3 separate regions of the Sus scrofa genome follow, and regions 2 and 3 are each linked to region 1. A link is a contact called in public Hi-C and promoter capture Hi-C data. All regions are on one chromosome and are shown on one strand. The core of a region is the stretch at or near the end of the contact, and the rest is flanking DNA. Distances in the headings are between cores, read along the strand shown. Region 1 holds the start of ADM (adrenomedullin). Region 2 overlaps SBF2 (myotubularin-related protein 13). Region 3 has its middle 95 kb from the start of SWAP70.

Region 1 (2,980 bases), core at 358-2,857:
CCAGGCCAGGCAAGGTCCGCAGGCTTCAGCGCCAGCCGCCTGTGCACGGATTCTCAGAACCGGTATGGCAGAGCAGGTAGGAAGCTTAGAGATCTACCAGGGGCAGGTTGTAAATGAGGAAATTATAAAAGAGATGTGATTTGCCCATGTACACAGTGAAATTATAGAAGAGATGTGATTTGCCCATGTACACAGGATGAGATTTAGAAGCTGGTCCAGAGTTCCAGTGGACCTGCTCTCTCTGCTTCTCAGTTTAGGCCCTGGGCTTCATGGACCTACATCCAGAGTAGTGGGTGATAGGACATGAGAAGCCCTCCTGCAAGAAGTAGGGAGCCCAGGAGGCGGAGTGCAACCCCTCCCCCATTCCACCCCAGAAGCTAAATGAGAAAGTGAAGTCAAGAAGCAGTGATGGAAGAGCATAAACGGGTGACAAAACAGGCTTGGGGGTGATTCATCATGAACAGGCAAAATCCTTGGGCGGGAGCTAGGACTCTCCAACCCCCTTTGATGGCATGATGACCCCAGCCTAGAAAAATTCACGCTGAGCCCCAGTCCAGTGAGTCCAGGACACTACTGCTTACCACCTTTGATGTGACTTTGGGCAAATGAGACCCCCTGTGAATCTTAATTTTCTCATTTCACCAAGTAGAAAATCGGTGTTACCTTCCTCATCTAACTCAAGGGTAGGTGTGAGGATCAAAGATCAGGATGTGGCCATGCTTTGTAAACTGTAAAGCGATTAACATTCATGAAGCATTAGTGTGCTCCCTGGCAGTAAATTCTCACGTTTACAAGGGGTGAACGTAGGCTTCGAGGGCAGCAAGGCAAACTTTCAGGTTGTAACCTTATAAGGCATAATTGGATTACTGGGGGGGGGGACGAAAAGGTTATTCTTCCTCCTAATTTTGGTTATTCCTAAATTTCCAAATAGGCACGCAAATTCTGAAACTTCAGATAACTCCCCTCTCTAAATCCCAATTGTCAAATCAGTCTTTCTGAGCCTTGCCCCTATTGCGAAATCTTGCTAGTCCATTCCAGAACCCCGGAGTCTCCGCCACTGGCAAGCCCCCCTCCTCTCAGCTGTGCTCTGTGTGTGCCCTGCCCCTGAGGCTCTGGGAGCGTCTAGGGTCGCGGCCAGGTCAGGCGCCGAGCCGGCAGGGGGCGCGGTCCACTAGAGGGCACAGCTCCCAAGGTCCTGGGTTCAAGTCATCTGCGTGCTACCGTATGCTGGCTCTTGAAGTTCTGTGTCAGGAGACCTTACACTCTTGGCTGCATAGGTCCTGGGTAAGGACCTCAAGAGGCTGTACAGCCTCACTTCGGCTCGGCTTAAAGTCTGAACCCCGTGCAGGGAGAGTCAGGGCTGGGGCAGTTCTTGCACCTATCTCCTGGAGCTCATCTCTGAGCCCTCTCGGTATGAGGGACGCCCCCCACCTCGCCCCCACCCAAAGCACGTACCCTCAAGCAAGCAATGCGCGCGCCTGATTGCAGAGTGCGCGCCCAAGGGAAGAAAGGGAGGGCGCGAGGGCAGCCTAGGCCCCGCCCCCTGCGCTCTTATAAAGCCGAGGAACGAGAGCCGGCCACTCAGTGGTTTCTTGGTGACACTGAGGCGGAACAGCTCGAGCCTTGCCACCTCTAGTTTCTTACCACAGCTTGGACGTCGGGGTTTTGCCACTGCCAGAGGGACGTCTCAGACTTCATCTTCCCAAATCTTGGCAGATCACCCCCTTAGCAGGTAAGCACCAAAAGCGGAGCGGGTTAAAGCGGGTGGGGGTGGGGGTTGCCCAAGCCGGAGACTGGGAGCTCTGGGTGAGGAGTGCTGTCCACTTTGGAGGGTCCTCTGCTGGGTGCATCCCCCATCCCACGCCCAGCTTGTGGATACAGTTGAAACTCCAGAAACCCAGTCCCCTCTGCTCTGTCAGGCAAATTACGACAAGTTGAGAGGGGAACCTCCGGGAGCCTGGCGCGGGGCAGTGGCCTCCCCTGCGGGGCCTGTCACCCGCCTGGCGGGTGCAAATGCCGCTGGCGCCTCTCTGCGCCCCGGGGAGATAAGCGTCTGAGTCAGGCAGAGCGCGGGCTGAGCCTGCCCGCGCCGGGGTCCCCCGCCCGCCTCCGTGCCCCGCCCGGCGGTGCGGCGGGCCCGGGCGCTCACCCTCGGCTCTTCTCTCTCCTATCTCAGGGTCTGCACATCTCAGCCGGGATGAAGCTGGTTCCCGTAGCCCTCATGTACCTGGGCTCGCTCGCCTTCCTGGGCGCTGACACAGCTCGGCTCGACGTGGCGGCAGAGTTCCGAAAGAAGTGAGTCTCGCTCGGGCAGCGCCTTCCCCAGTTCTGGTACCTGCAAGACAAGGGGAACTGACCATTGGTGCCAGAGGGGTTAGAAGTGAATAGAAGCGGGGACCGGCCAGCACCTCGCCTGGACAATTGCGAATCAAGTCTATTTATGTTTTTTAGATGGAATAAGTGGGCTCTAAGTCGTGGAAAAAGAGAACTTCGGCTGTCCAGCAGCTACCCCACCGGGATCGCCGACTTGAAGGCCGGGCCTGCCCAGACTGTCATTCGGCCCCAGGATGTGAAGGGCTCCTCTCGCAGCCCCCAGGCCAGGTAACTATGCCAGACGCCTAGGCGGGGTGGGCAAGAAGAACCCTCCTCCATTGCCCTGCCCCTGGGGATCATCAGGGCTGTATGGCAGTTCAGATAGAGGTAGCAGTTTCCAGCTCCCTCTGGTCCTAGAAAGGCTCCGTTCTCGGTGGCGGGGGCCAAAGACTTGCTTGATGGGGGTCTCACGTTGCCTTCCTTCCCCTCTCCAGCATTCCGGATGCAGCCCGCATCCGAGTCAAGCGCTACCGCCAGAGTATGAACAACTTCCAGGGCCTGCGGAGCTTCGGCTGTCGCTTTGGGACGTGCACCGTGCAGAAGCTGGCGCACCAGATCTACCAGTTCACGGACAAAGACAAGGACGGCGTCGCCCCCCGGAGCAAGA
Region 2 (3,262 bases), core at 92-2,591, 360 kb before region 1:
AAAATGCCTTCCCTGGTTACTCCCTCTCTCTTTCCTATCTATTGTTGACTCTTTGTGCCCCCCTAAAATTCATATGTTGATGCCCTAACTCCCTAGTGTAAGTAATTACGGTTAAATGAGGTCATAAGGGTGGGGCCCTAATCTGATAGGATTAGTGTCCTTATAAGAAGAGATACCACAGAGCTCTCTTCCCCCCCACATGAGATAAGACCCAGTGAGGACAGAACCCGAGAGGTGGCTTCAAGCCAGAAAGAGTCCTTAGCCAGAAATGAAATTGCCTGGAAACTTGATCTTGGATTCCCAGCCTCCAGAACTGTGAAAAAAAATAAAATTCGATTGTTGAAGCCACCCAGCCTATGGTATTTTATTATTACAGCCAGAGAAGACTAAGACATTACCTTATATAGAACTTTGTTTAAACTTCTTTAACAATTATATCACTCTATTTTAGGGCTATTTCTATTCAAGAATGCACTAAAATGCCATTTTAGAACCTCTCTCAGAATTATGTAAGATAGAACCACTACTGACGGAATTTAGTTGCCAGTGTGGTAAAACCTAATAGCAATAAATAGCATTAGTATTTATACTACAATAAAAATGGTCAAGGTACAGAGGATCTTTTTTTATTAAGCAATACCCTACTGTTTTATAAGAAAATGTATTATGAGAAATCTATTCCTACATTATTCCTATTTTCACATGTCCATTAAGATGATAATAAATATTTATTAAAAGGCTAATTTATTAGGTTTTTAATACTAAGCATAAACTATTAAATATATTAAATATGTATTAAACCAATTAAATAGAAATAATTAAAAATTGGGGGTACATACAGTCTTTCTCTTAATAGCTTTTGAGGGGGAGAAACTACCTCTGGCACATCTTGGAAACAAAGTATCTTAAACACGGGTATTGGGGGTACACAAAACACTTGTTGAATTCTAAGAAAGTTAATTACATATTTCCGGGAGTTTGCTTCTAATATTATAATTTTCATTCTAATTTTATGAGCTGGAAATGTCATCCAAGAGCATAACAAAACTATTTTACTTTCCCATAGTCATTTCAGATGGTTCTCTGACTTCTTCCTGGTAATCCCCTGCCATCAGTACTGAAACACTCCTATGACTGAGGGTTCACCCTGGTTTCATTTCCCCAATACTTAATCTCCCTCTGCAAGTGGCCTCTCTTTATCTCTAGACCTCTCGTATCATGGAAAAATCTATCAGTGACAAACAGGGGCAACTGCAAAGCTGCAGAAATTAAAAACAGACCTCATGACTTAGGTACAAAATGTTTCCCTTTGGACATAAAGGGAATTTGCTGAGTCACTGAATTAAGTATTTATAGCACCACATAATTTATTTTCTGCTGTAATAACTTCTGTAATTCAGCGGCTCCTCCACAAGCCTCCATTAAATCTATCATTTCTAAAAAAATGCTAACAATGCTGACTAATAAGAAGGAAACAGTGCTACCTAAGCAAAATAACTAGAAGAATAATCTATTTATAAAGTGCTCTTTAGGGACAAGTTGTTAATAAAATCTTTGCTCTCACTATCCACAAAGAGAGTCATTAAGTTTTGCATTTTACATTCTTTTTTGAATTATGTTATCAGGCTATATGTCACCAGAAGTTTTCTATTTCCTTAGGCTTTTTCCTTACTACACATGACAAGAATTCACAACCAGAGGAAGCTAAAAGCTACAGGTTGTAAAGCTAGCATCCCATTAGCTGCATCTGGCTGCAGATGGGTTTGTTTTTTTGGTTGGTGAGGGCTTTTAAAAAATTAAGCCAGCATTTAAAAACGAAGAGATTGTACATAAACACTAAACTTCCAACTTCTCTTTAAAAATGGAAAGACATGGAACAATGAATGTTCCTGCATTCCTGTGTGGTGACAACTGCTGGAGCCGAGGAGGAGCCACTGCCCTCATCACACCGCCTCTTCCTTTGTCCTGCTTAACTCATCTGCCTTATTTGTTTGGCCTCCATAGGCATTTGGTTTGTATTCCTTGCTAAAAGTAAACCATGCTATAGATAACTTTCTATGTGGATCTCTCCCTAAGTGCTCTAATCAACATTTGTCTGTTATACAAGCCTACTAAGTGGCTTCTGTTCCATCAACCTCTCTGTCCTCAACATCTACACTGCTGTTAAGTTTCTGAAACACATGCAGGTCACTCACTGCCCTGTTCTAGCGTATGCTATTGCATGCTTCTTAGTGACTACTGAATAATATTAATCTAAACTCCTTAATGTGACATTCTAGGCATTCTGTGACTAGATTCCAAATTAACTTTCCCATCATATTTTTCACATCTAATGACTAAGTAGATTGATACTATCTGAAAAGGAAATGTCAGGTGGCCTGCTATAAAATTCTGCTCTTTTCAACATTTTTACCAATGGCTTAAATAACAAGTATGACTTTCAGATTTAAGGAGAAGGACTAGGAAATACTTATAATTTATTTACGTCCATCCTGTGAGATATATGCCTTAATCTTTTTACTGCCTTTGGCAAGTGCTCACCCATGGAAAACAAAAAGATCTGAGATCAATGGTGTTTTAAGATTATACAAATGTCAATCATAAACATAAAGATATAGTGCTCCTTTGCCCTTTATGGCATAGTAAGCATCACCAAAGCATTTCTGGATATAGACTCTCATTTTTTCAAGACCAAGAAGAAAAGCAGGATGACAGATAAAAGATAAATAAATTGAAGCAATGGTTACACAAAGTAAAATCTGCATTTGGACAGAGGGCTCTCTGCACACAGCACTGGCACCTAAAGATCTATTATACTATAACCATGAACATTTTTCAGAGCACCAAAGATGTGTTTAGCACTCTGCTGGGGGCTAGGATGTTAATTCTAAAATGTACCGTCACTTACAATGTTTTAAAACATTGGTATGAAGCCCTGTGAAACAGCACAGAGTTGTGTTAGGAAGAACAAGTAACTGCCAATTGTGACACAGCATCCCACTAGAGAGAATCATGCTGTACAAATTTTAAGTTTGTACATTCCAAAGAGGATGATACAGTCCAGATAACTTTTTTCCCCCTTCAATCTTCTAGATTCAAATTCCACTCCTGGTGGACCAATTTCTCATGATAACACTTTGGCATGGGGCATGCCCAGATGTCAGCTGCAATGCACTTCCCAGAAGTCATGTCAGCTTCAGTTAACTTCCTTCAATGGAAAAGATCACAGATTTCAGCTTTGGCCAAGTATAGTCTCTGAAAC
Region 3 (3,271 bases), core at 414-2,913, 480 kb before region 1:
AGGACCCCCCAGACTCTGCTTTCCCCTCAGGGATCTTGTGGCTTCCTTGGTGGCCATTATAGCTTTTCTGCTGTGGTGGCCAGAGCTGTTCTCCACTCTAGGGCTCTGGCTTCTGCCCCCATGGTCACATGTGGTGGTCTTGCAGATTCCACCTCAACATCAGTCGGGGGTGCCTCCTACTGGTGCTTCAGGTCTGATGAACTCTCCCAACGGCTTAGCCCAGGGCTTGGGAAGGGCAGGAGGCCTCCTCACAGCTGTAAGTCTTTAGTAAACGCTGGCTTGTTAGTGACACCTTTCTGAAATAAATCCCTGTTCTCAAATATATCCCTAGTCAACCCCCCAGGCACCATCAGAGACTGACTGAGCAGCCCACAGCTTTCCTCTTCCAGGCATTTAGCCCACCCTAGCCAGAGACTGAAGACATGTTTCCCTTTCTTTCTCCTTTTTTTTTTTTTTTTTTTTTTTGTTCCTTTCAGGGCTGCACTAGCAGCCTATGGAGGATCCCAGGCTACAGGTTGAATCGGAGCTGTAGCCACTGGCCTACACCACAGCCACAGCAAAGTTAGATCTGAGCTGAGTCTGTGCCCTACACCACAGCTCATGGTGATGCCGGATCTTTAACCCACTGAGCAAGGCCAGGGATTGAACCCGCAACCTCATGGATGCTAGTCAGATTTGCTTCTGCTGACCCACCACAGGCACTCCTCCCTTTCTTCTTAAAGTTAATCCCAGCATATGTGGAGGGTAGACCAGCAACCCCAATGCAACAAGTCCTTGTCTCCTTTCTTCCAGTCAACCCTGGAAGACCTCATGTAAATGAAGATACTAGAAAACCCAGGACTTCCAGAATTCCCACAGACTCCATGTGATTTTAAAAAAGAAGTGATGTTTGTGGGGGGTTTTCTTATCGCAAATACCTACCCAATGTGGAAAAATGGAGGAAAAGCAGGAATGCAAGGAGAAAAAAAAAAAAAAAATCCTGAGCTGTAACCTCCCCGCCGGGCCAGGTCCTTGAGCAGCCCAGACCCAGGAGGCCCCCCTTTGGGCATGCCCTCGTGCCAGGAGCAGCGACGGCGAGGCCGCCAGGGGGCAGGCGTGTGCCGCGGACCCAGGCGAGGCGGTCTCCAGCCAGCGGTCCTGGTGGGCGGGGAAGGGTCGTTGCCTAGGTTGCATCCTCTTGCACCGGCTGGAGAGGGGGCAGCGGGTCGTCCTGCTGAGGGCGGAAGGAAGCCCCCAAGCTGGGGCTCACCCGTGCACTGCCGCCCACTCATTTTATCTCCAGCCACCGGGAACCTTGGCGCTGCTTTCCTGTTTTACTGATGAGGAAGGTGAGGCCGGGAGAGTGGAGAGTAGGCAGTTGCCCAAGGGGACACAGGTCACGAAGCATCTAGGACGAAACCCAGATGTCCCGACTAGTCATTCCCAGCTCACACATGTGCGGGCAAGTACAGGCCGGCCTGGGGCCATGGGGGGCGAGGGTGGGAAGCCCTCTGTTCCTCCTTAGCTCCTGGGGGTTTCCTCGTGGGGCCCTTGCTGGCGCCAGGAGGCGGGTTGGCCGTGGCCCGCCCCTCCCCCGCTCCCCTTCCCCCGGAGGGGTTGGTGCGCACAGCCTGAGCCCTGTTTCTGTAAGTGCCTTGGAAAGGGGCGGCCCTCTGCCCTCTGCGGACTCGCTCGGCTGGAGGCTGCGGGTTGGGGCGAGAGTGGGTGAGGAGGGAGGAGGAGCAGCCAACAAGCAGGGGCCTGTTTCCTGCTTGGCCTGACCCCAGCCGTCCCCGGGGAGGCCCCAGCAAACTGAGCAAGGTCATCCGGGGCGAAATTCCAGCCTGAGCCCTGAGCAGTAACTTCGTTTTCCAGATAAGGCTCAAAAAGGGGACACGGAGTGTCCTCCCCACACCCCCTCTCTGTCAGCACCTCTGCTCTTGTGAAGCCTCCGCTGCAGACAGACAGCCTGGAGAAGAGACAAAGATAGACCCTGGGACAGATAAGGAGACAGGCATAGATGGGGCAAGAAACACCGAAGGGGAGATGGGGGCGGGGACGGGGCGGGCGGGGACGGGGCAGGGCAGCAGACCGGGCTGGAGCCCAGGAGGTCAGCAGAGGTTCCCGGTTGTGCTTGCTGAGGCTACGGGCTGGGCTCACATGTTGGAGAACGAGGCAATCATGGTGGAAACAGAAGGGTTTTTGTGCGGTAGGAAAATGGGTGGGACTGGCAGCCTTGCCGCGCTGGGTACAAGGCTTGTACCCAATGTGTGCCAACCTGGGACTGGTGGAGATGACAGAGGAGTCAATATGAGGCGCGACCTCCCAGCCTCCAGGAAACCAGGCCAGAGGGGTTGAGATTGGGGAAGGGGAGGGGGAGGCCCTACTTGCAGTGGAGGTGCAGGCGGGGCGGGGGGAGCGGCAGGGGCAGACAGGGCTGCAATCAGGCTGCTGAGTCTCCTGCTCAGGACCTCTTCCCCACACACTCTGTAGAATATTTGCACCCAACACTGGCTGTTTGGCTTGGCAAGTGAGCAAGGCTATAAAGTCACAGCTGGCCTGCGGGCGCCCAGTCACCAGATGCAGCTGAGTCAGTCCCAACCACTTCCCCCACCCCCTGGGGGCAAGCGCCACTGCTGGTGCCTGCACACAGGCACATCCACACAGGTACGCACCGACGCCGTGTGGCTGAGTCACAGCTGCCTCCTCAGAGAGCACGTGCCTGCTCGCACACAGGTACCCACAGACCCACACGCACCTAATCCTGAGTCACCAGCACCATTGGACCGAGAGCGAGGGCCCCCCAGAGTATGTTCTGCCTTTCCTACTTAGACACGGATATCATACAAGCACGTGGACGTGCCCCCCCCCCATATGTCGGGGGTGGAGGTGTCAATCCAGTTGTTTTGAAGACTAGAGCAATGAGTGACCAAATTCATGAATGAGCAAACAAGTGAAAATATGAGTGACACCCACCCTGCTTGGAGACTCGGTAAAATTGGTTGGGGCAGCAGCATTGCAGGGTGGGTCCCAAGTCTGTGTCTGCAGGGAGTTGTCTTGCTCCAAATATAGCCTCCGTGGGCGGGCAGGGAGCCAGGGCTGCCTCCCAGACCGTGACTTCACTGGGCCCAGGGCCCAGCCTCGGAGGAGCTGGAGAAAATTAACAGAAGAGGCCCCAGCTTTCCGCAGCCAGGGCTGAAGTGTGAGGCGAGAGCTGGTGGGTGGCTCTGTTCTCTGGAAATGTCCAAGGCTTGAGCTGTGGGACAAGGGGGCTCTCAGATGGGCCTGGAAG

What was found. Promoter capture Hi-C pulls out the DNA fragments that hold promoters and counts their contacts. A called contact is a pair of places that touch in the nucleus more often than the background predicts.
Region 2: a promoter capture Hi-C map of skeletal muscle shows a contact between it and region 1, with 20 times the contacts expected there. The contact joins the enhancer-like site here to the promoter of ADM in region 1. A contact is called at or near these places in 2 of 5 promoter capture datasets (liver and skeletal muscle), 7 of 47 Hi-C or Micro-C datasets (embryonic fibroblasts, fetal skeletal muscle, liver and 2 more) and 2 of 2 datasets of contacts at active chromatin or transcription factors (alveolar macrophages and skeletal muscle).
Region 3: a contact with region 1 is called in a Hi-C map of embryonic fibroblasts, with 7 times the contacts expected there. The contact joins the enhancer-like site here to the promoter of ADM in region 1. A contact is called at or near these places in 5 of 5 promoter capture datasets (fetal liver, fetal skeletal muscle, liver and 1 more), 22 of 47 Hi-C or Micro-C datasets (alveolar macrophages, blood, brain and 13 more) and 2 of 2 datasets of contacts at active chromatin or transcription factors (alveolar macrophages and skeletal muscle).

What each region holds. Positions count from the first base shown.
Region 1 is chr2:49,230,148-49,233,127 of Sscrofa11.1, reverse strand. ADM (adrenomedullin) reads left to right here and starts at 1,607. Exons shown (of 4, transcript NM_214107.1): 1 at 1,607-1,732; 2 at 2,177-2,295; 3 at 2,452-2,601; 4 at 2,808-2,980. The coding sequence starts at 2,198. It overlaps LOC100525978 (a long non-coding RNA gene), which reads right to left and starts at 1,175. Exons shown (of 2, transcript XR_301768.3): 1 at 1-1,175.
Region 2 is chr2:49,590,645-49,593,906 of Sscrofa11.1, reverse strand. The region is part of intron 17 of SBF2 (myotubularin-related protein 13); the gene reads right to left. Among named protein-coding and RNA genes, the nearest start is that of SWAP70, 210 kb to the left of the region's middle. Within about 2 kb of position 1,341, at least 10 of the 83 cell types and tissues checked have an H3K27ac peak or open chromatin away from gene starts, as enhancers often do. A contact at or near this core is called in fetal skeletal muscle and skeletal muscle, where this site is marked.
Region 3 is chr2:49,708,548-49,711,818 of Sscrofa11.1, reverse strand. No RefSeq gene overlaps it. Among named protein-coding and RNA genes, the nearest start is that of SWAP70, 95 kb to the left of the region's middle. Within about 2 kb of position 1,663, at least 47 of the 83 cell types and tissues checked have an H3K27ac peak or open chromatin away from gene starts, as enhancers often do. A contact at or near this core is called in alveolar macrophages, embryonic fibroblasts, fetal liver and 8 more, where this site is marked.